4 separate regions of the Gossypium hirsutum genome follow, and regions 1, 2 and 4 are each linked to region 3. Evidence: chromatin contacts called from public Hi-C data. All regions are on one chromosome and are shown on one strand. Each heading gives the region's core, a stretch centred on a gene start, on an enhancer-like site or on the middle of the called end of the contact. The rest is flanking DNA. Distances are from core to core; before and after follow the strand shown. Region 1 holds the start of LOC107914891 (chalcone synthase 1-like). Region 2 holds the start of LOC107914890 (dihydroxy-acid dehydratase, chloroplastic). Region 3 holds the start of LOC107915058. Region 4 holds the start of LOC107915063 (probable pectate lyase 1).

What was found. Hi-C and Micro-C count contacts between places; a contact is called where the count stands out from the background.
Region 1: a contact with region 3 is called in a Hi-C map of leaf, with 3 times the contacts expected there. The contact joins the promoter of LOC107914891 here to the promoter of LOC107915058 in region 3. A contact is called at or near these places in 4 of 34 Hi-C or Micro-C datasets (hypocotyl and leaf).
Region 2: a contact with region 3 is called in a Hi-C map of leaf, with 1.8 times the contacts expected there. The contact joins the promoter of LOC107914890 here to the promoter of LOC107915058 in region 3. A contact is called at or near these places in 6 of 34 Hi-C or Micro-C datasets (anther, fibers, hypocotyl and 1 more).
Region 4: a Hi-C map of leaf shows a contact between it and region 3, with 2.1 times the contacts expected there. The contact joins the promoter of LOC107915063 here to the promoter of LOC107915058 in region 3. A contact is called at or near these places in 3 of 34 Hi-C or Micro-C datasets (leaf and petal).

The regions. Positions count from the first base shown.
Region 1 is chrD10:30,912,013-30,918,305 of Gossypium_hirsutum_v2.1, forward strand. LOC107914891 (chalcone synthase 1-like) reads right to left here and starts at 4,524. Exons shown (of 2, transcript NM_001327118.1): 1 at 4,269-4,524; 2 at 1,897-3,106. The coding sequence starts at 4,446. The coding sequence ends at 2,115.
Region 2 is chrD10:30,933,796-30,940,164 of Gossypium_hirsutum_v2.1, forward strand. It overlaps LOC107914890 (dihydroxy-acid dehydratase, chloroplastic), which reads left to right and starts at 3,962. Exons shown (of 14, transcript XM_016843942.2): 1 at 3,962-4,822; 2 at 5,284-5,355; 3 at 5,956-6,003. The coding sequence starts at 4,301.
Region 3 is chrD10:31,097,399-31,103,657 of Gossypium_hirsutum_v2.1, forward strand. LOC107915058 reads left to right here and starts at 3,678. Exons shown (of 10, transcript XM_041102334.1): 1 at 3,678-3,913; 2 at 4,868-5,853; 3 at 6,155-6,259. The coding sequence starts at 4,871.
Region 4 is chrD10:31,315,041-31,322,296 of Gossypium_hirsutum_v2.1, forward strand. It overlaps LOC107915063 (probable pectate lyase 1), which reads left to right and starts at 1,535. Exons shown (of 6, transcript XM_016844176.2): 1 at 1,535-1,803; 2 at 2,209-2,262; 3 at 2,721-2,804; 4 at 3,611-4,253; 5 at 4,334-4,576; 6 at 4,674-5,488. The coding sequence starts at 1,706. The coding sequence ends at 4,895.

The DNA of each region.
Region 1 (6,293 bases), core at 3,274-5,773, 180 kb before region 3:
TTAGCATGGATCAAATATCTCTCCTTCAAAAACAAACCATCGACACTAAATAAAGAAATATTAGGCACATGAGTGTTCAAATAAAAAATAACTTGTAACTTTCTTTGAATATACATGGTCATCCATAAGAATTTCCAACGATGAGTCAATAATTTCACATAATTATAAAAATCAAGAATGTTAAGATTGTGTAAAAATTCATCGTTAAAGGTCAAGATAGAAAATTTTGTTGTAAGAGAAAATATATAAAATGTTTTAGTAAACCTATCTAGTGCAACATAATTACTATTTTTAACCTTTACAAATCTAGATAAACCCATAAGATTAATTGAACTTTCAGACCAAGGTTTAATGAAATTTGACCAACGAGAAAGCATGCCTTAAGGAAAAAAATCAATAGCATACTTATCAAAAACATTTATTGTATGTCTTCTTAAATCAATTTCTAATGTTTCCTTACCTTTCTTACCTTATAGCACTTGTGGAGAATTATTAATATTTAACTTACCTCTCTCCCACAAGTAAAAGTGTCAATCGAGGTTAGAGTAATGTAATTGGAAGTCCGTTAATGGATCCTTAAAATCATGTGACAAGGAAATACCACTAGATAAATTCGAGTTATGGTTAGTTAAAATATAATCATTCCTCACTTTTGCAGGAATATTTTCTTGTTTTTCATTTTCTTTTCCCACTTGAGAACTCTCCAATTTTACCTCATATGTATTGTTACTCGCCAAAAGTGGACCATCAAGTAGACTTTTATCACTCAAGATCTCTTTTCTCTCTATCTTTTCAATTTTTTCTTCCTTACTTCCCATATCCCCCTCACAAGTATTATGAATATTCAATTCAATACAATACATCTTAGTAGGAGAACATGACATTTCTATCTCATCTAACTTAATAGATTCAAGGAAAAAATCATTACAATCATCTTTTTTCGATTCACAAAGTTTGCCATCAGAAATCTATTTTCCACTAGAGTATGAGTCAACAAAAGGTATAAAGTCATACTTACTTTCTTCTCTAGTTGGATATTTAATTAGACATTGGAAACCCTTATGATCTTTTGAACTACACCAATAACATTGCACAAAAGCTGATATTTCAATCGTATTCCTCTATTTGAATATTTAATTGGACATTGGAAAGCCCTATGATATTTTGAACTACACCAATAACAGTGAACAAAAGGTGATAGCTCAATTGTCTTCCTCCTTTTGTTTGGCCCTCTCCCCTTGAATTGACAAACTAATTTATGATCACCTTATGATCCCCTTGAGACTCGCATCACACATTATCTATTAATAGTGTGATGAATATTTTATTATTATAAAGTGGATGTCCATTAGAATAAAAAGTTTGATGTACTTTAAGACACTAATATCCATTAAGAATAAATTTTATATCATTTATATTTCTTATATACATAAATATTGACTTTAAAGAAGTATTATAAATATTTCTATTGATGAATACATACTTTTCTTTTGTTATCCTATTTTTTTATTATGTTAGTTACTATGTTTTATATTTTATAGCAAGTTTGAGTTTTTACCCCAAACTCAATAAATACATTGGCAAAATTTAGCTCAAGAATCATCTAACAACCCAATCATGTTAGCCCAGAACAATAAATATAGCTCACCCAAAATTTAGGACAACTGTAGCATCTAGTTGGCTTCCCTACTTTGTAGCTTATGCAAACAAAGGAGTGGACTCAGTAGGAATAACAATTCATGTGTAAAAAAAAATAATTAAAAACATTTTATGGGAGAATAATACAACTGTTAGCATAAGGATCCATAGGATATCTTTTTTATTTAATAGTAAGTATAGATAGATTAATAGACTGTGATATTAACAAAAGCTAATTTTTATTTTGGTAGAATAGTTTGCAAAGGAACTTATTATTGCCATAAATTTAATATAAGTTGATACATGAATTGAATAGGCGTTAAGCTTCCCGCCCACACCATCAAAGACCTCTAGTCTTTAACAATAAACACACAAATTCATGGGATTTAAATAATCTAAAAAGGAAAAAAGAAGAAGATAAAACTGCAAGCCAAGTGGAGCACGACCAATTACTTAAAAAGCATGTTTGTTTAACTTTAAGCAGCAACACTATGGAGCACAACAGTCTCAACAGTGAGGCCAGGTCCAAACCCAAAGAGCACTCCCCACTCCAACCCTTCTCCTGTGGTCTGAAGCCCATCTTCCCTTGATTTCTTCCTCATCTCATCCAAAATAAATAGAACACAAGCACTTGACATGTTACCATACTCTGAAAGAACGTGCCTTGTGGCTCGTAGCTTCTCTGGCTTCAGTGCTAACTTGGCTTCTACCTGATCTAATATTGCTGGACCACCAGGATGAGCAATCCAAAAAAGGGAGTTCCAATCGGATATCCCCAATGGTTGAAATGCTTCTACCAGGCTCTTTTCTATATTCTTCGAAATAAGCCCCGGAACATCCTTAAGAAGGTGAAATGTAAGCCCAACTTCACGAAGGTGACCATCAATTGCACCATCACTATCTGGCAAGATCGTTTGGGCTGCTGAGACTAGTTCAAACATGGGCTTCTCGATTTCGGGCATGGGGTCTGCCCCGATTATAACAGCTGCGGCACCATCACCAAACAATGCTTGGCCCACAAGACTGTCTAGGTGAGTGTCACTAGGTCCACGGAAGGTAACAGCGGTAATCTCCGAGCACACAACAAGTACACGAGCACCTTTGTTGTTCTCAGCTAAGTCCTTAGCCACTCGGAGCACCGTCCCCCCTGCGAAGCAACCTTGTTGGTACATCATGAGGCGCTTAACGGACGGGCGGAGGCCCAAAAGCTTGGTGAGCTGGTAGTCAGCCCCAGGCATGTCCACACCACTAGTGGTGCAAAAGACAAGGTGGGTGATCTTGGACTTGGGCTGGCCCCATTCCTTAATGGCCTTGGTGGCTGCTTCTTTGCCTAGCTTTGGCACCTCAACTACCACCATATCTTGCCTAGCATCCAGTGAAGGAGCCATGTATTCACATACATTGGGATTCTCTTTCAAAATCTCTTCTGTAAGGTACATGTATCGCTTCTTGATCATCGATTTTTCACCTAAATAATCAAACACAATAAACTTACTTTTAATTCTCCCAATTTAGCATATAAGAGTGTTTTAACTGATTTTTGGTCCCACTTCACTTGATATGGAAAATATCAGTTTAGGTTCTCCCCTCAAAATCCATTGCTAATTCAGTTTATAATATTATATAATACATACTGTCATTCTCTATCTCATAAAAGCTTCAATCGTTAGAAGCTTTTAGGTGGGTTATGGGCGGAATAATGGAGTCTTAGGACCTTTATAAGATTCTCTTCTAATAGGTTATTTAATAGTTTGTCTAACAAATATATTTATTTTAAAAAATATTATAAATATTAGACTATGCAGATTTATAATTTGAGTAAAAAATTTATTTAAAAGTATATTTATAAAAAAATTAAAAATTATAATTGAAATGATAAAATTAATTTTTTAAATTATAGAGTTATACGTTAAAATTCCGTAAAAATATTATAATATAAAATATAAAAGACAAAATAATTTCAAATTAACATTTATTATTCATCCAAAAAATTAATATTTATATTCTTTGATATAATGCTTGAAACTATCCATAATACTTTCTAATCTTTAAATATGAGGATAAACGAACTTTAATGTGCTCGAATCCACATTTTTTTGCATTGGCAACAATGTCAATACCAATCAAGTTAAGACTCAATCAACTATATAATATTTGAAATCATAAAAATAAATAAATATATAGTATTGTAAAAAAATAAAAAAAATTATAAACTAAAACAATTAACAACTTACTAATATTTGGAAAAAAAACTTATTAATTCACTTGTATAAATTTCAAATTTCTAATCAAATCCTTAATCTGTTGGTAGAAAACGTGAAACTAAGATTTGAGACAAATTAAGTCTGTAGAGTTATATGATTTGAATAAATGTGCTTTACAAGAAACGAACCTAACAAACTTCAATCTAGTTTTTTGGAACCAAAAAACAACTTTAATCTATTTTCAAGTCAAACTATATACGTAGCTAACTTTTTTTCCATCAAAGCATTTGCATGAAAATGAGATGAACCATGCACATTTATCTTTCCCCTCTTTTATTTTCATGGCCGAATCATGTATGAAACACAAAATTACCTTACGTTTGTATATAAGGTAATTTAGCTTTTAGATCAAAGTAAAAAACTTACACATGCGCTTGAATTTCTCTTTCAACTCGGTCTTGTGCTCACTATTTGTGATATGGAAATAGTAGTCAGGGTATGTGCTCTGATCAACACAATTAGGTGGGGTTGATGTGCCGATGGCCAACACGGTGGCAGGGCCTTGGGCACGTTGAGCCTTACGAACTTCTTCCACGGTCACCATTCTTTTTCGGATGATCAAAAACAGCCAACGGTGGTGGGTGTGGAGTTGGACTAACCTGCTATGCTATGAATGGTAAAAAGGAACAAAAGGTGGTGTTGACAGTCCAGAGTTTGGTCCTATAAATAAGATACGGGAGCTTGGGAGAGGGTAGTTGAGATTCACGTGGTTGAGCCCATCTAATTCTAGCCTCCACATTTCTGTTGGTTCTCACTTACCGCTTCATCAAACTTTTTTCAATATACTATGTAAGGATTGTACCACGTTCCTTCGCATCTGTCCATATATTTCAACTAATTCTTTTAACTATTAAATATATTTTAGATGGTGAAACAAACTTAAAAAGTCAAGTAAAGATTAAAAAAGTATTCTTTTAACTTCTAAATATATTTTAACTATGCTAATGACGTTCAAAGAGTGTGAGCATAATTTATGACAAAAATGTTGGAAGATATTAGCATCAGTTTGTTCACGAAAGGGGCTTGAGTTTAGCTTAAATATTAAAAATATATATAAGTAGAGCTCGGGCTTAATAAGTATCTCATATCGTAAAATATTTTTAAAAAATAGATATTAAAAAAAAGAAAGACACATGTTAAATTCTTAAAGATTGTTTATGGAATAAAAAAGATACACTATCAATGTACCAAATATTAAGTCTTATATAATATGTATATGAAAGTTATAAATTAATATTATAGCATAATATATTTTATTTTATAAATATGAAAATTTTAATAACATTTTATGTATTACTAGCTATATACATATCTAGTAAAATATTAGTATAATAAATAATACATTGATATTATAATTTATATTATTATATTTTTAATACTATATTGAGTATATTATAATCTACCATATATTGTAATTATGTTTTATTATATCATGAATTTATAATATATAATAATATAAAATTTCATTATAAGAATTATTTGTGTTTAATTAAATGTATATAAATTTTATAAAAACTATGTGTATATAAATATTGTGATGATTAATATAATTAATAATTCAACACCATATCAATTTAACTAAATTTAGCTGAAAGGTTTAATATATAAAATACAGATTAATATATTATGATATAATCTATCATCTATTAATGTTTTTATATATGAACGGTGTATTATCATATACTATAATATTTTTTTGTTGTAATCAAGATATTCATCATTGGTAGTAGTGATTAATCTCCTCGCTGCATGTGCTCTCTAAAGAACTAAGCAGTTGGTCATAAAATATGCTCCATTTCCATCAACAGAGATCGAACCCCCTACCACATGATTGAGAGATGAGATGAGCAATCACTACACCACACCTCATGCTTATCATAAATTATAATTTAATGTACAAGTAGCTATTCTTAGTGGCTAGCCGACATACAAGATTGTAGGTCAATTGACTACACAAAAGTTTGAAAAATGATTCTATCAAATTTTTTGAAATATAAAATATTTTCTAAAACAAATTATTTCGTAAAAAATGAATTCATCTTTGCACTTAGTAAAATCCAAAAAGTCCTTAATGCTTTTATTTTCTATAAAGCCCCAAAATTTTAGTTTTTGAATTGTTAAAATTTGTTAAGTGATTTAATTTGGTTTTGTGGTTAAGTGTTGTGTTTATGTGTGAGAGGTTCTGGATTTAAATCTCTTTCTTTCAATTTTTGTTCCAACCCCTATCTTTGAACATCTAACTTATAAATTATTTTCGCTCAATTATTGATAAGAATAACCTTGTTAGTTTAGTGGTAAAGCTTTAGCCTATCATGATAGAGGTCTTGTGTTTGAATATTATGTGTGCAAAGTAGGATATATTTTTTGTTTCTCTTATACTATGCCGCCCAT
Region 2 (6,369 bases), core at 2,712-5,211, 160 kb before region 3:
ATCCTAGTGTGACAAAACCTTAGTTAAAGGAAAAGAGTACAATATGTTTTAGCCTCCCCTTAATGGTAATATGATATTAAATCTTTAAGTTGTTAGTTTCCAATCTTGTATGCTAATCATTCAAACATTGTGGTTGGCAATGCTTTGGTAAAAAATCTGTCAAATTATCTCTAGTACGAATTTGTTGAACTTTTATGTCACCTTTCTTCTCAAGATCATAAATGAAGAATAATTTTGGTGAAATATGTTTCGTGTTGTCACTTTTGATGTAACCACCCTTTAATTGAGCTATACATTGACCTGTCGTCAAATGTAGTAGTTAATTCGGGTCATTTTTGCACTAAAGGAGCTTGTTTTATAGCAAATTTAGTATTTTATATTACGTTTCTGGTATTTAGAACTTAAAATTAAATATTAGTAAAAGAGGTGTTTTTAACACATTTTGTGAGTGTTGTGACCCACTAGTCTGACATGGGCCTTAGGTTGTGCTAATATGTGTAATTGAGTGTATAGGATGAAGATTTATAGGCCCAATTGATGTGGAAGCAAGGGACGAGTGATGCACAAGCTTCTCGGGATGTCAAAGCATAAAACGAACTAAAATTGGCGTAGAACATGTCGTGTCACACCATAACCCTTGCATAGCGCAATAAAGGTCAACTTGCCACCCAAGTATGTTAAGGCTATTTTCGTCTGCACAATCGACTTTATATAAAGACCTAGGACATGTTAAAGACCTAATTTGGACTGCTAATACTTTTATAAATAAGACATTAGGAGTTTGATGTAACTAAGTCGTCTTAGAAGCACTAAAAACCTCTAGTAGTTTAGGAGTAGGATTAAATTAATTTTCTTTCGGCTTTTCTTAACTATTTGTTTTTCCTTTTGGAATCAGTTTCGATCTAAGGCTCCGTTTGCTTCACTGAAAATGGCTTCCGAAAAATGATTTCTGGAAAATGACTTACTTTTCTAGAAAAGCTAATATTTTCTGGTGTTTGGATGAATCTGTGTAAAATATTTTCTTTTGTTTCGCAGGTTCTTTAAAAATATTTCATAAAAGTCATTTTCAATTAAACAAACATACATTTGAGATTTTTTTTATTTTTTCATTGTTTAATTGAGTTTATTTTATATCTATAATTTTATATTTTACATTGTTTTTACATATATTAAAAATATTTTGTTAAATTTAGGTTCATTGCAACGATTATTTTTTAGTTACATGACTACCAACTGAGTATTTTTTATTTAAAAATTTGACTTTAACAAAATTGACAAAAAAAATCAACAATGTCAATAGTTGGACTTGATTTTTAAATCTGGAAAGTACAGGGACTAAATTCTTGAAAATAAAAGTACAAAAACTAAATTGCAAATTTGTGAAGAGTATATAGACTTATGACATATTTTAACATTTATACTACAAAACATTTATTATTAATATATCTATAATTGTAATAAATATTTAGTATTAAAATATTAATATTGATATTTTCAATAATATGTGAATAATATTATTTAAAATTATTATTTTTAAAATTTACTATTAAAATAAAATTTAAATATTAAATAATTTATTAAAAATAATAAATTATATTAATAATTTATTATATGACTAAATATAAAAATTAAATACGTATGTTTAATAATATTAAAAAATATAATATTTTATATTAATATTTTAAATATTTTAAATATTTTTAAAAATAAAAATAAAATTTATTATCAATATAATAATATTAAACTTGATTTAAGTTAATTTTTATATAAAAGTAAAATTATCTATTAAGGAGTTTTTTTCCGGAAAATGACTTACGCTTTTCAAAAGAGTAAGTCATTTTACAAGAAAAAAGGCTTATTTTTCGTTGACCTGTAAGTCATTTTCTGTTGACCAAGCTATTTTCTGTGAAACAAACACAGGAAAATGCAGAAAATATTTTCCGTAAAACCTTTTACATGTAAACAAACGGACCCTAAGAGTTTATTTATTTTATTAAAGTATTTCAATTTATTTCTTCTATTTGCACTCCACATATTTCATTATTCCAATCAATCAATTTGCTACTCCATTCTCCATTCGATATCAATCCATGATTATTCTAATCTTGTTTCTCTTTCGATTCAATCGTGCTCTTCACTTGATTTATTCAATTGAGATTGAGATTATGAATAACATGAATGGCTAATCCCTTATGGGAGATTAATGAGTGGATGGGGATGTGATTAACAGAGGATTTAGGGTTTCTCGAGAGGATTAGTTGGTATAGATTACGTGTTCTTAAACCACTAGGCTTGACAACCATAGGAAGTTATCATAGGTTAGACGAGGTTGGGAGATAAGCCAAACTGAGTAAATTGTAGTTTATTCTGGTTGAGAAAATAAGGTCAAGAGATAAGCGAGTATCAACCGATCGATTAATTAGTTAGAGGTCGGGAGGTAATAATTGGTTAATCAATAGCTAATCCACCCTAAAACCCTAATCTAAAGATAATTACAAACCCTAAAGCGAGTTAATCTTCCTGATTGATTTATTGATTTAATTCATTTGTTTATTTTTCATATTTAATTATTTTTCAGATTATGAATAACATGAATGGCTAATCCCTTATGGGAGATTAATGAGTGGATGGGGATGTGATTAACAGAGGATTTAGGGTTTCTCGAGAGGATTAGTTGGTATAGATTACGTGTTCTTAAACCACTAGGCTTGACAACCATAGGAAGTTATCATAGGTTAGACGAGGTTGGGAGATAAGCCAAGCTGAGTAAATTGTAGTTTATTCTGGTTGAGAAAATAAGGTCAAGAGATAAGCGAGTATCAACCAATCGATTAATTAGTTAGAGGTCGGGAGGTAATAATTAGTTAATCAATAGCTAATCCACCCTAAAACCCTAATCTAAAGATAGTTACAAACCCTAAAGCGAGTTAATCTTCCTGATTGATTTATTGATTTAATTCATTTGTTTATTTTTCATATTTAATTATTTTAGTTATTTATTTTTATCTCATTAATCTATTTTATGGTTTGTCGGAATATAAGAATTATTTACTACTACTTAGACTTATTATTGTAAGAAAATTTTCATAATTTATGCTATCCTCCATTGGGTACGATCCTCAGAATACTTTCAAGTGTTTCGTTGTAACTAAACTATATTACAAATTGACTCGTGCACTTGCAGACATTGCTGTTCTAAATTCTTATATATTTTTTGGTGTTATATTTTACTATAAATGATAGGCGGTCAAGTTGTTGACACCATTGCCGGGGAGGGTTCGACAATAAATCTTGAATATATATATTTTTTACAATTAATAAGATTAGTAAGAACATTAAAACCTATAGATACAATATTTAATTTTTGTTTATTTTTTTTTATTTTCTAGGTCGTTATGACCCGAAGTTCCAACACTCCAATCGAACCATACCTAGATTTGAAGCAAATCATTAGGCGCAATTGTCAACTCATGAACACCAATCCACTTACGGTAATTAATTTACCCTAGGAAAATTCTTTATTTAAAGATTCACGAAAACAATAAGTAAATGACTGAAAAGAAATCTCAATGGATCAGTGAATGTTGCGTGAATATGCCCTACCTACATTAAATGCGGTATGAGAAAGCATAGCAAAGTCGACAATCAGCTAATAATTTTGAAATAAAGCCAACCACGATTCAATGGTTTAAAATACGCTGCAATTTAAGGGAAATATGATTTATCATTAGTGTTCCCATTATTATTAGTTGACCGAAAATGTAGCTTCCTCACACAGAACTTATGTCCCAGTATGATATATTTATAAATAAGTATTTATTTAAAAAAAACTGCCATAAAACTGGTATAGATAAAAATGAAATATAGAATCATTATCCGCTTACCTTATTTTGTGGCTATCTTTCAGAAGATAACAACAGAAAAACGACACACACACGCGCACATTACCAACCACAGTTTTGACCGGCTCTCCTCTTCGTCTTCCATTTACCCATAAACTTTTTTATGCAATAAATAAAATAAACGCATTGCCCTCTCACTCCTCTCTAAAGCCACCCTTATTTCCACTCCCTCCGCCGGTTAGTCCCTCTACTCTGTACCACGCGCCACCGTGCTCTATACCTTAATCTAAACTCATCTTTTTGGGACCCACACGAAGATTTGTTCTTGTCCTGTAACTTTAAATAAGCATGTGTATCAGTGCATGGTACCTGTGTCTAGCAGTCATTCCTTACAAGCAACTAAGTAAAGTGTAGTCAGCTTTTTTTTATCCCCTACCTTAAACCCATCCCCCGCCGCCATGCAAGCCACTATTCTAACCTTACGCACCACTGTAATCCCCACGAATAAACCACTGACCCCTCCTCCAAACCGCCGCCGATGTCTTCTTATAACGGCACAATCCCAAGCAGCCGTAACACCCGACCCTCCCTCTCCACCCACAGTAAAACTCAACAAATATAGCTCAAGAGTAACGGAACCGAAGTCACAAGGCGGGTCCCAGGCGATGCTATACGGGGTAGGATTATCAGAAGACGACATGTCGAAACCCCAAGTGGGGATTTCGTCGGTGTGGTACGAGGGGAACCCGTGCAACATGCATTTGTTGAAGCTGTCGGACAAGGTGAAACGGGGTGTTGAGGACGCTGGGATGGTTGGGTTTAGATTCAATACGGTCGGAGTAAGCGATGCGATTTCGATGGGGACGAGGGGAATGAGCTTCAGTTTGCAGTCAAGGGATCTGATTGCTGATAGTATTGAAACGGTTATGGGTGCTCAGTGGTATGATGGCAATATCTCTATTCCCGGTTGTGATAAAAATGTAAGCTCTTTATTTCTAACTTTGCTTCTCCTTTTCTTTTTAATACTTTTGTAAGCATTTTGTGTTTTACTTTTCCTGATTTTGACGCTATATATGAACTTGCCTTACTATGAAAGGAAAAAAAAAAGAAAAGGTAAATGTGATTTAGTTATATGCTTGTCGCTTTTAATTGTGAGAAAGAGAAGAGGAAAGAAAAGGATGTAAACTGCATTTAACTCAAGAGTGTTCTTTATCTGGTTTGATTGAAAAAATAAAATTGATTTGAAGTGATCAAATTAATTTAATTTTTAGACATTTTCCCATGGGCTCTGATTGTTTGGACTTTTGTAGAGCTATAGAAGTAGTTTATGTGTTAATGCAGTTGTGGTTCATTATAGTTCAACAATCATAAACTATGGTCTGATATAGGTTTGCTTTCTCAATTGTGCATTCTATTAATCTAATGCTAGCTAGTTCTTTAGATGCCAGGTACACTTATTGCAATGGGGAGGCTCAATCGGCCAAGTCTTATGGTTTATGGTGGAACTATCAAGGTTTTCTTCTTTGCTTTGTCTAGTTCAAGTGTCATAAATGGGCTACTCTCCTTCTTTCATTGCAAATGGCTCATTTAGTCTTGATATTTTATTAGTTTTGCTCTTAGAACACTGTTGTAAGTTTTATTCAGAAAATCACTGCCACTGTTTTAAAAAAATCTAACATTCAGAACCTATCAAATACAACAAGGCTATAAGGATTGGTTTCAAAGTGGAAAGCACTCATTCTCATGAGTCATAAATGCTGTATTCTTTTGTACTTTCCCGTAAACATTACGTGTTCATTACATTTCTTATCAATGCATCCAACAACGAACAAATGGCTAAATTGACTGGGCGTGGAATAACGTGTAGATATGCTGGCAAATATGTTATGCCGAAATATATTATGTCCTTGTACGATTGCATGTCAGAAATGAGGTTTATTGCAATCTGTTGCTCTGCTTCTCCCTTCCATTGTTCATTATACATCATATAGCCATTTAACATACTATAGTGTATTTCATTGAAGTTCAGGTAACATTGCTGCAAATTTAAATAGTTATAGTTCGTCAATTTTCAAAAGGCCTTTATTTATTTATTGTACTTGTTCTTTTGCAGCCTGGTCATTTTCAAGGCAATACATATGATATAGTATCTGCCTTCCAGGTATGCACAGTGATATGCTATATGAATTTTGTTATGACAGTTGATTGCTTCTTATTATATCTTCATCTTAGCTGAATTTTTTCTTTGGTTTTGTTATTTCTATGCTCAAGAATTTACCTTTTTCAGACGCTTGGTGTCTGTTAATTCTTTGCTTTTAGGACAATAAAAGTTTGTGTGACAAATACAAGAAAATTTCTGAAAGTAGAGCAAGGAACTTGACAAATTATGCTGATACTACAATCTTTTGTTAAGAACATTACACTTAGATAAAAATATACTATAAAAATTTCCTCAACTATGATCATTTTTGGCAAGTATATGGGCTATTTCTGTGAGGAATAAAATATGAAAGTTTACAATCATAAG
Region 3 (6,259 bases), core at 2,428-4,927:
TCAATAAACTTTTCTTGAAAACAAGAGATACAATGAGGTAAAGAAATATCACACTATTTGTTTTTATTAATTAAAACTTAATTGTAAGTTCATAAAACTTGCAATAAATTGTATATAAAAAGTTTTTAAAGCTTCATTAAAACCATATACGTTTTGTACTTCTTAAAGAATTTTTCTTTTTTTTTTCTTTCAGAAACTTATAAAACATATTGTTGTTTTATTATTTTTATTAAATTATTCTAAAAATGATTAAAATATTCTAATAGACGATTCTTTAGCTATAGAACAACCAACTGCCACCCTTTTGCAAATATGAGCATCTCCTGATGATGGTCTCTAGCCATTTTTCTAGTAAGATAAAGACCGAGCTTTGGAATAATAGTCTTTGTGTTCTAAGGTTGGGCTAAACTTGCATCGTGCAGGGGTTTTGCCCTTTCCAACAGGGGTGAAGCTAGAAAAATTTTTAGGGATTGAAATTAAATTATAATTTTTATGATCGTGAAAATGCAATTTTACCATTTTAATAACTTATATCTTTATAATTTTTAAAGGATTAAATCAATTTTTATCATTTTTAGGGGGCCAAAGTGCAATTTACCTTTACTAATTTAAAATTTTAAAAATTTAAAGGGCCTAAATAAAAAATTTTCATTTTAAAGGGGGTCGAGCCCCTACCATACCCCTAGCTACGCTCCTGCTTCCCAAAACCTATCTAGCAATTAGGAGTGTGGTTGTTCAATGAAACTTTTCCCATGGTGTTGTAATTCATCTTTTCTAGGATTTCCTTGTCTATCGAGTTTAACCCGATTTTTCTCTTGATTGTATGAGCTTTCATTTTTAAACATTGATTTTAGATTTGGCATAATTGTAAAAAAAAAAACCCCATCAACGTTTGGGGGCTTTTGGTTTTGTGCCCTTAACCTCTCATTTTTATTGACACCTTCAACATTATGATTTCAGAAATCAGCCCAATTTTAACAATAAATGTGAGTTGTCTGTCAGTCAAGTGCTGGTCAACGAAGTAAGCCTATGTGACGTCATAGATGACATCATCCTTTTTTCATATTTTTCCATCTTCTTTCTTCTTCTCATTTTCTCTTTTTCCCTACGGTTACAATAAAAAAATTGCAATTCTCTTTTAGTTTCAACTCCACCATTTAACACCTTACTTTTCCAAAAGCTTCACTTACACTGAGATTCAACACCACTTTGGTATTTATATTATAAGGCATTCAAACAAAACATTTAGATCAGGACAGAGCTCATACTAATATCAGAATCGAATCAAAGGTTTGCTAAGCAGCTAAAACAACTCCATCGATTAATAAAAAATAAAAAAAATTGAGTTTTGGTTCTCAAATGCTCAAGATGCACACACACATACATAGCAGAAGGGTCACTAACCAATTCATCATTGCAATAAACCTCGAAAACACCGAAGCTTTGCAGAAAAGACTGCATTACATTCCCAAAAAGCCAAGCAGATGTAATGGACCCGAAACTGTTTGCACGCGAGGAATAATACCACAGCGGTGGTGTCATAATCCTAATCATAGGAAAAATCTATTCACTTGCCATCATAATCCCTACAACTCCAAATTGGAAAACTGGAACCACTTTCGAAAGCTAATGTTTCGGCAATGTGGTGGATAGTTATCAAGCATTACATCAATTCCAAGAAATTGGGCTTCTAACATCTCTATTGTCAAAATAGTTCCCCTGTAAATTTTCATCAATTACATGTTCAATTATCACTTGAGGAAAAATATCAACTATAATATCCAAAGAAAAGGAAAACATCAAAAGAAAAAAATCAAATAGAACCTGCAAGAGCATGAAGTGCAGAAATTGATATTCATCTTACTGCCATAGCTGATTCCTCCAATAGCGTTAGGTTTCTCAGAAGGAAAAAAAAGAAAGGAGATAAATTGAATAAGAAATTCAATTAAAATAATGGATGAATGATTAAAGTTACCTGTAAAAGAAATATCTAAGGTTTCAGGATTGAGTGGAGGTTTGGGTAGGTGGGGATGATGGTGGTGATGGTGTGAGTGAAGCTTTTAGAAAAGTGAGGTGTTAAATGGTGGAGTTCAAAATTGAAAGGGAACTACAATTTTTTTTTACTCTAACAACAGCTACAAGGAAAGAGAAGAAGGGAGAAGAATAAAGAAGATGGAAACAAAATGAAAAAAAAATGATGCCATTTATGACGTCACATAGGCTTACTTCGTTGATCAACGCTTGACTGACGGTCAACTCATGTTTACTGTTAGAATTGGGTTGATTTTTGAAAAAATTATAATGTTGAAGGTGTCAATAAAAAAAAGGTCAAATGCACAAAACCAAAAGCCCCCAAACATTGAGGGTTTTTTTTTTTTTATAATTATGCCTTTAGATTTCAAGTTCTTATTAACCAGCTGAAATGGAGGACCTTCAAGTAGAAGCGATCATACGTATTTACTCAATTTCTTTGAGTAAATTGTTGAAACCTTGTTTTGCAATGTAACGATCCCTCTAATTTTTTTGGCTGTTTAGAAGGGTTAATAAGGCTTGTTTGTTATCTAAGATTTTCTATTGGTGTATTGTCCATGTTCTCTTAAAGGTTTGCTATCCTGTGTTTCTAGGATCTTTTGTGTCTCTTCTAATGAAATGAAATCTACTTCTAATTTGTTCAAAAAAAAAGAATTACATTGATTGAGGGTGGGTTTGGATGGGAGACGAGATGCGATGTGTTTTGCTTACTTTTAGTCTCACTACAGTATCGCTACAATATCTAATCTCACCGCAATCGCTGTTTTTACACTAATCACAGGTAAACGCACCGTCCATCCAAACTCAGCTTGAAACAAAATTAAATGTGATATATGTCAAATAGTATGTGTGCATTCAAATTTTTAGCTCACATTAATTCGAAGTTAGATTTGGACCACCTTTATCTCCTATTTCTTATAAAAAAAACTTAAATATTTTATCATAATAAATAAAAAAATGATATTTATAGGTATTATAGATTACAATGCTCAAATTTTCTTTTATATATTTAGTGTAAGTTATAGATTTAGTTCTTATATTTAGATTTGGTCATTTTCAGTTACCTATTTTTTCTTTTTATAAATTTTGAAATTTTATTTTTTACTCAAATGCTATCCATTAAATTCGTTAAGTTAAATTATGTTATTTTCAAAATCTTATGCAGTAAATATATTATCACATGTGAAATGCCATGTGAGCTTGTTATTTTCACATAATACTCACAAAAAAAGTAACAACATTTTAGTTAATGAATTTAATGACTACTATTTGAGTCAGGATTGAATTTTAAATTTCATTGAATTTTAAATTTTGAAATGTATAAACACTAAAAATGATCAAATTGAATAACAAAGACTAAATCTCCTACTTACGCAAAGTATAGTGACTAATAGAAAGTTTTGACTAAACAAATTGAACTATTACTAATAGGATTAAAATTGAAATTCTAAAATTCAAAAAACACATGGACTAAAATTGATCAAATTAAAGTATAAAGACTAAATCTATAAATTAGGCATAGTAGAAGATTTTGAATGTATTAGAGCTGAAATCATGGTCTTTGAGGTGGGCCTATTCTAATACATAAAGTAGGCCCATTATCTTTAACAAATCCAATAATTGAAGGTTTTTTTTTATAACGCTGAAAAAAAACTAGATCCGACTCGACCTGATATCCAAATTGCCGACCCTAAAAATTTGAAAGGCACAAAAACAAAAGCAAATTGTGAAGGAAAAGATGAAGCGAAGCGACTCCCAGTCCCAGAAGAGTTGATGGCAATGACATTGCCTTCTTAGAGTTTTGAAGGATTCAACTTCTTCTGGAATTCGTGTCGCTTTTCTCGGTTCCATTTTATCACCAAATTTTGAAAAACATTATCTGGTAATGATTTTTAATATATATTTTAATTTTGAATGCCAAAATCCTCTCTGTTTATTTATTTATTTAAAATTTATCCTTTTCTGATGTACTATTTTATTTTATTTATTTAATATGTGAAATTTTGAAAAATTCAGTCTCGATGCTGTAATGTGTGTGTGTGTGTGTGTGTGCGCTTCTAAGATTTTTGTATAATTATTTTATTTGCGTATGTATGCTTTTGTAATTTCTGGCAGTGCACAGGAATTAATATTTATTGTTCTAAGAATTAGAATTTGGTGGAGATTTATCCAACATTTGCATTTTATTTAGTGTTTATTTTTTGTTTATAATCAAGCCACTACTTTTTATATCGCCTGGATACAGTAATTGAGAAAACTTTGTTGGCTAGGATTAATTATATGAAGCATAGTTATAATAATTTTGTTAATTTCGTTGCGCCAAAGCAGTGACTGGTCTGGTAACGAATCTCTTCCTAACAAGTTTTATATGTTTGTTGGCTTCTTTTCTTTCTCTTTCATATTCATGGCATTGCTTTTTGGTTCCATCCTTGTTTGGTATGTGAATGTTTAGTTGTTCAAAATTATGCTAAATAGGACTCAGTTTATGTTATTTGAAGTTATAAAATTGAGCGAGTTTTGCTTCTGTAAGTAAATTCTATGGCAAGCATTTAGTCTTGCTTTTCGTATCTCTATCCCTTTTTATAATCCTTTGGACTATATAACATTTTAAAGAAGTCTAAAGAGCAATGTAGGAATGTAATGTGTTAATTTGTTTCTCAGGTTGGTTACATTACTTATAAATTATATCATGAAAAGGTGACTTTTTCTGTAATGACATTTTAGTTTGGACTATAATGTTGTAAACTGCCTTGGGCTGGAGAATTTTTATAAGCAAATTGATATTTTTGTGATTAAAGCTTCATATGAAGTCAGGACCTGACCTTGTGTGTTTCAGTAGATGCAGCAAATGGAGGAAGTGGACATTGATTCAGTATTGGACATGCCCAACACTGTCGATAAGCTATCTGTACAGCAAATGAACAGATGGGATTATGTTGAACAAGAAAGTAAAATTTCAGTGCTTAGTCATTTGAGAGGTTCTAATACTGCAGGCAAAGAATCTTTGGATACGCTAAGGAGAAGAGGTAGGTTGGTTGTTGAAAAAGGACACAACCGAAAACATTATATACACCCACGAAAACTTTCAGGTAGTGTTGATGAAATTGAACATAGGAAAAACACCATTATCTTATCCCCCCTAGAGAATTCTCAAGCAAATGCTCCTTTATTTGGGAAAACTGCAGTGGAGAGAAGCAGGAATTCCATTACAGAGCACATGGATAAAGGAAAAGCTCCTTGCTCTAAGTTGCCTTTTAAGTCATCTGTATTCCAAGAAAATCATGCTGTTATAGATTTAACTGAAAAGAAAATGTACAATCAAATACCTGAAAGGCCATTTCCACAAGGTGGATCAACAAATCACTTAGCTGAAGGAAGAAAAGAATGTCAGCTACCAAGAATTGGTGGTTCTTTCTTTCATAACTCTGCAGACGGTTCTGCAAAATCCAGAAATAACTGCAAAGGAAAGGAGAAAATAGATGGCATAGAATTTAAAAGTGTAGGGTTGGTTATGGATCGTGGAAAAGGGGTGGATCCTTCCCATGGGTCCCCACGTAGAATGGAAAAACAATTGCCTGCATCTCACCGTTCTTTTGTCTCGCCAAGAGCAGTTGGGAGAAAAAAATTGGTTCAAAATGGCTGTATCTCTCCCCAGAATATAGCTATCAGGGACAAGACACTGGAAATTAACAAACAATCCCTAAACAGCTTTAAAGTTGAACAAAATTTTGGGAATGTGGCTAGCTATGGTAAAGGAAAAGGAGTTGTTTATTCTCACACACCTAAGGAGCATGAAACCAATTTCATTAATTTATCTGGGAGGTAACTTTTAATTAATGTTCTTCTCCAACTATTTTTTTTCCTATTGTCAATTGGATGCTTTCTTTTTTATTGTTGATTTATTTCATTTATTTTGTTAAAATGTTTGCAAAAGAGATGGCCAGGCTGGTACATTTCAGCCAAAAGCTTTTAAACAACATCCAATAAAAGGACAATGTAGCAGGCTTTTAGAATTCAGAACTTTTTTTTATTGATGTCCATAGTATTGGTCAGTTAATTTTTTCAATGCTTAATTCTAAGTAGAAGGCCCTTATGACTAAAATGTGTTGTCTTCTTGCTGCAGTCCTATATATAACAATATGGAAGCTAATGGTTTTGGTGATTCAAATAGAGATGCATGCTTTGAAGAAAAAGGTGGCTGGAGAAGCACACACTACCACTCAGACAA
Region 4 (7,256 bases), core at 285-2,784, 220 kb after region 3:
ATAAGATTTGTTAACTCGACTAACTCAAAATTTTTTTACTTGATTCGACTCGATTCGATCAAATACTCACCACTAATTAGTGTAATACGATGAGGAAAAGGATTATTTAATGAGTAAAAAGTTTTGTGAAAAATAATACATTTTCAAAATAAATGACAAATTGTTTTATCTACATCATGAGAATGTCTTAAAATTAGACATGGTGAAAAAATAATATCACATAAAATGACGATAAAAAGAATTGTATTTAAAGATTTATAAAAACAAATTATTAAAAGCATCTAAAAATCAAATATCTTTTAGAATCATATCTACTAGTGGGTGTCTAAATATGTTACTTAAAATGATATGTAAGAGCCATGTGAAGAGAGAGAAAATAGAATATCATTTTCGTATCCTTTTAGTTGAATCTTGTTTGGAGTCAAAATCCCCTCACTTCCTCAAGGCCGTGATTGGCGCACACGTAACTTTGCTACCACCAAAATTCCAATTTATTTCTTCTTCTTTTTTAAATAATAATTCTTCTTAATCCCTCTACTCTCATAACGTTTCCTTAACTTAATCTACCTGTTCTCAGTGCAATAATATATTTTTATAAAAAAAATTTATCAATTCTGATAGGAACTACCAATCACAATAATATCTGGACTAGAATTTTTAAATCAGAAAAGTAAGAGGGTTGAATTTTTAACTTTTAAGAGTTAATTGCACCAAACTATTACCTTCATTCTAAATTGGTTCCTAAACTTCAAAATGTTCTAATTACTATTATTGAAATAGTTAATTTAATCATTAAATGACATGTAAATTATTATGTGAAATAATTTAAAATGAAAATTTTAAAGAAAAGTAAAATGTTATTGCGTAACTTTTACAATTAAAAACTAAAAATAAAGTAAAACCGAACAAAAAGAGAGTGAACGATTGTTTCTGTAGAAGTTTCAAAAATCTCAACACCAAGATCTTTACAACATCCATTTTTACAATATATATTTTCTTAAAAATTTTCATTTTAAGTTATATCACATAAGATCTGACACCTCATTTAATAGTTAAATTAACGATTTTAATAGTTTAAGGATGTAATTAAAACATTTTAAAGTTTGATGAACAATTTAGAATGAGTCATAGTTTCAGGATGTTTAGAGCAAGTATATTAAATTTTAAAATATAAGGACTAAATCTAAAATTCTATAAAAGTACAGAGACTAATAGCATACTTTAAGCCAATATTTATTAATGTGGTTTAATTAAAAAACACATCATTTAATGCCGCAAATTCAGCAGGAAACTGTGTGACATTCTGCTCCCTTCTCCAACCGTACGCCCGTAATATCTGACGTGGCATTATCCAACAGTTAAAATAGTAAAATTATACTTATTTAACCCTGGTGAAAATAGAGTGCGGGAGAGAGACAGTTAGTGGCGGTTAGGTGACTTAGGTTATTTGGTTAAAGTAAACCTACCCAAAAAATTCCAATATTTAATATTTTGGGTATATAATCGGCGTCGTTTGGTCTTTCTGTTTTGGTGTTCACTTTTTTTATTTTTTGCTCGTGGCTCTATAAAAGCCGTTTGCTTGGAGCTTGTACTCTTGACTCTCCCTGCTTCACCATTTCCTTCTTTCCTCTGTCTCTCTCTCAATTTTTCCTCTGTTTGGATAGAGAGAAAGCTTTTAAGTACCGAAGAAGCGGAGAAAACTGCAATGGCGGCTTCCAAGAAATGGTTTTTAGCTTCTTTAGCTGTTCTGTTTTTGTTTCTTGTTGGAGCAATGGCCACAGTACAGACCAACAACGATTCCAGGTCTTTCTCTTCCTTCAACTCAGTTTTCAAGCTTTCTCAGTTTTATTTTAGTAAAAGAAAGAGACAGAGAGTCTCCATTGTGTGTTTTCTTACGGGTTTTCGAATTTGCCTTGCAAAATTGTTGCCTACATTATGTCATTTTATGGTGAATTAGAATACAAAAACTATACAGAATTGTCATTGTTTAGATCTTGAAAAATAGTCTCATTCTCAGAAAGAAAAAAGAACTCTTCCTTTTTAACGGATCCATTAATATTCCCTCTTCAAAAACTTAATACGTCGAAAACGAGATTTCAGAGTCCTCTTTTTTTTTTCTTCAAAAAATGCTAACTGAAAATGGAGCATCACTGCAAAATACTAGAAAATTTCAATTTTCATTTATATTATGTTTATATATTTTTACAGCACTGTGGAGATAGAGAAGCTGCAGAACTCAAAAAACTCAACAATGGCAACTAGGTAATGTAGAGCTTAGAACTAGCCTTCTTTTTATTTATTTATTTATTTTCGTTTTCTTTTTCCAATTCTGATCATCCCAGCCGTTATGTTTATCTCCGTTTAACCATGAAATAACGATCCCATCCGTAGAGATCCAGATCCTTAGATCTCAACCATTTACTCCGTTACTCAATTCAATTCCCGTATATAGAAAAAAAAAAGATTGTATAATGAGGATTGAGGAAGGGCATTTTATAAATTCCCGTCGAGGGGTCCACACGGGGTTTCTGTTTCTTACCCCTTGAAAAACACTTTTGTAACGGTTTTGGAGTACTGTTGGTGGACGACACAGTGAATCCCCTTTAAGCAGTGTGTTCCATAGAATGATTAATCACCAACGAGAATAAGAAAATTAAAATGAAATATTGAGAATAAATTTTATTTAATTGGAATTTGGGTTGGTGTGATTGGGATTTCAGGTCAGAAGAGGTTAAGGTCTTGAATGAACATGCTGTGGCTGATCCAGAGGCCGTAGCAGCCGAGGTTGAGACCATCATTGACATGTGAGTCTCTATAAACATTTCTTTTGAATTGCTAAATATGTAAATAGAGAATGTAAAAGTTGAAGCAGAAAGATTCCCTTTTTTTTTTTTGCCAAAATTTCATTTATAATTAACCATAAATCAAATGGATTCCAATCTTATATGTTGATGTTGTTAGTTTACTCCCGACTCCACCATTATGGTCAGATCCGTGTCTAACGGGCACGACCCTTTTCAATATTTCTTGCATCACATGACCGTATCATTGTCTTTCCAATAGTACCTCGAAGTACAAATTTTTAATTCAAAGCAATTAAACTCTTTATCAACCTTACTATAATTACAGTTTTATTGCATCACATGACTAATTCTCTCTTCTTCATGCACAACCAGTCTTTTATTTACCTCATTATTGATTTAAAAGTTGTAATATGAAGGAAGCAGGGTAAATGGTAAGTTGGAGGATTTTTTATTGTCCTTATTCTTGGTGTTTGCTGCACACTGGACCAGCTAAATAAGATAAACAAACAGACTCTTTTGTCTCTTTTCGTTAAAAATGAAAAGAAACAGCATGTCCTACCCGTTATACCTGGAGTGAATGACCCTAATGTCCTTTCGAAATAACAAAATTCTACATCATGTTTTGTCTGCTTATGCACTATCTTTACAAATTGGGATTAATTTAACTCCCACCGACAATAATTTACAAGCCCATCTAGTGGTAAAATCAAAGATGCTAATAATTTTGGTTACAAGCTGGAATATTTAGACCATATGACAAAAGTCTGCGTAGTAAAATTTAATAAACTGAATGAAAAAAATGGCAGGAATATTCGAAATGTGACGGAAAGGAGGAAGTTGGGGTTCTTCTCGTGCGGAACTGGTAATCCCATTGATGATTGCTGGCGTTGTGACCCCAACTGGCAGAAGAACCGGAAGAGACTTGCTGACTGTGGCATTGGTTTTGGAAGGAATGCAATCGGGGGGCGTGATGGACGCTTCTACGTTGTCACTGACCCTAATGATGATGACCCTGTTAACCCCAAACCTGGGACCTTGCGTCATGCTGTGATCCAGGAACAACCACTTTGGATTGTGTTCAAGAGGGACATGGTTATTAAGTTGAAGCAGGAGTTGCTGGTCAACAGCTTTAAGACCATTGATGGTCGTGGGGTGAATGTCCATATTGCTAATGGGGCATGTATCACAATTCAATACGTTACCAATGTCATTGTTCATGGTCTTCATATTCATGACTGTAAGCCCACTGGCAATGCCATGGTTAGAAGCTCACCCACTCACTTCGGGTGGAGGACAATGGCTGATGGTGATGCAATCTCTATCTTTGGGTCAAGCCACGTTTGGGTTGATCACAATTCTCTTTCTAATTGTGCTGATGGTCTTGTTGATGCTGTCATGGGCTCAACTGCCATTACCATCTCCAACAATCACCTCACCCACCACAATGAGGTAATTTTGATGCATGTATTTCTCTTGTACCTCACTTTTTTATCTGTAGCATCCTTATTAACGCTCAAGCTCAACTGCAGGTGATGTTGCTGGGTCACAGTGACTCTTACACAAGGGACAAGCAGATGCAAGTGACCATTGCCTACAACCATTTCGGAGAGGGACTTATCCAGAGAATGCCAAGGTGTAGGCATGGGTATTTCCATGTGGTAAACAATGACTACACTCACTGGGAAATGTATGCTATTGGGGGAAGTGCAAATCCTACCATAAACAGCCAGGGTAACAGATACGCAGCTCCAAGAAACCCGTTTGCAAAGGAGGTATTGTCTTGTGTCATATTTGCTGAATCTGTTATGTTTACAATCATCGTATCAGATAATATGATTGATTGGTTGGTTGATTGGTTGGTTTGAGCAGGTGACCAAGAGAGTGGACACAGCAGAAAGCCACTGGAAGAGCTGGAACTGGAGGTCGGAAGGAGACTTGCTGCTAAATGGTGCATATTTCACTCCATCTGGAGCCGGAGCCTCAGCCAGCTATGCCAGGGCCTCAAGCTTGGGAGCCAAGTCCTCCTCCATGGTTGGATCCATGACTTCCAATGCTGGAGCTCTACCCTGCCGAAGAGGCAGGCAATGCTAGATAGTATATCCCCCTCCCAATGAATTAAAATGGTTGAAAAGCCAGCCATTTTCTAGCTCTTTCCCATCATTCAAAAAGCACTACCAACCAAATATCCATATTCTCTATAGTCTATCCTCCCCATCTACCAGCATCATCGCATATTCTAATTTAAGTGTAAATTTATTTATTTTTACACATTGTCATTATTTTGTCCTACCCACTCCACTCATTCTGTTTGTCAATCTGTGCAACCTGCTTCAACTCTAGTGAACTAAAAAATCCATCTTAAGCGCAGGTACGCAAGCGTTGTCCTTGGTTCCCTTTTCCTGTTTTGCCCCCTTTGAAGTTTTCTGGTCTTCCTCAGCCTCCCATCCGCGTCAATCTTGGTCAGTACCTACACTTTGGTCTTTTGGGTTTATAGGACTTTTACTGATTTGGTGAACTTTATTTTATTTGTGTCTAGTCATACAAGCAATAGTATGAGCGTCAAAGTTTGGAGTTATTGAAAGACTTTGTTACAGAGATGATGTATAGTCAATAGCAGTGATGTTTACCTTTTACTTTTCTTCGCTTTTTCTTTCTTAATGGAAGCGATCTTTTTACTTTTATTATATGTATGGGTATCCTCTTTCTTTTCTTTTTCTTTTTTAACTTTATGGTTTTGCAATTGTGGTAAATTCCGTTATCAGTATGCCCCTTGTTGTGACGTTGTTCCTCTGCCATCGCCAGCATTAGTGATTCTTTCATGTACTTTGCTATCACCCACGTTACCAAAAGTCATCAATTACTAATATCATGACAGCTTTTGGTCTTTTTATCAAAATGATGCAATTGCTTTAAATGGGTTCAACCACTTTACAGGTTTTCAATTCTAAATCATCACTCCCTTGGAAACCAATAAATTAATGTTGATATGTAACATAATTCATAGGGATAGCAATTGTTTCTAATTTGTTGATTGGGAAAGGAGGATGACTCTCCAAAAGCTTTGCAAAACCAAAAGAGAATTTTAAATTAAATGAAGATCGTGCCTGGTGTCTAACAAGTTGGTTGAGCTTCATCTCTAAGTTGCTAATAACATACTAAACGGATGATGGTCTGAGTCTGAGGCAGAGAGATGGAAGTAATGACGGTTGCATTTGCTTGGGCTTGGCCATAAAATAGAATGGAATGCTACCATCTCTCTTTCTATCCCCAACTTGGCAGCTCAATGGATAAAAATAAAATATCACTAATATTATATAAATTAAAGCAATCCATAAATTAATTTATAAAGTATAATCCAACTCATATTAACACTCAATAAACAAATAAATTTAAACTTTAAATATATAAAATTTTTCATGAACATAAGATATGATAAAAGTAACCCTCAAGATGCAGTGACAAATTTGGCTGGCATGAGTTATTTGTCGGAGAATGACTGGGAAGAAGAAGACTTTGATTTAGATGATAGGAACTTATTGAGGAAGACAGTTGATGGTATGCCAACACTTGACTTCTCGGAAAGACTTTATTCTCTTACCGAGAAGAGTATGTCTAGCACGATTGTATTGAAGCTATTAGGGAAGAGGATAGGGGTTAACACTTTATGGAGCAAGGTGTGCTTGTTGTAGAAACCGACTAAGCGTTTCCAGCTTATAGATATAGAGAATGATTATTTTCTTACAAAATTTGAATCACATGTAGATTACTGTAATGTCCTATTAGGGGTGTTGGGTGATCTACGGGCAGTATCTTACAGTCCAACCATAGACAAACCACTTCTCCCTACTGCAGGAGTTTCTTGAGAATGTTGTTGTATGGATTCACATTCCTAGTCTGTCAGGGGCGTTTTACAAGAGAAGTATTTTACGAGCTATTGGAGAGCTAGTGGGAAAAGTTGTCAAGATAGTTTTGCAAACTGATAAAAGGGTTCGGGGACAATTTACAAGGTTTGTAGTACAGGTAAATTTACGTAAACCTCTTATTTCCAAGGTCCGAGTAGCCAACAGAATTCATAGAGTTGAGTATGAGTCTCTTCCTATGATTTGTTTTAGTTGCGGCACTTATGGTCACATGAGGGAGAATTATACTAAAGTTCATAATACAGAAAGCATGGAGGAGGAATTAGACACGGCTAATGAGAATTTTTTAAGGATGAAGCAACAACCAGAAATCTCGACTCAAGTAAGAGTTGAAAAAGAGGAGTATGGTGAATGGATGATTGTGCATCGTTAGAATTGTTGACAAAGTTGGAAGATTGCGGGTGGTTTAGAGAATGGAAAGATCTCTTTTGGATCTCGGTTTAATACTATTGCTGAAATTGAAGAAATTAAAAATGAAACTGGAGAAATTGGTGGTGAAATCTTTAATTTTAGGAGCAAAGTAATCAAGAAA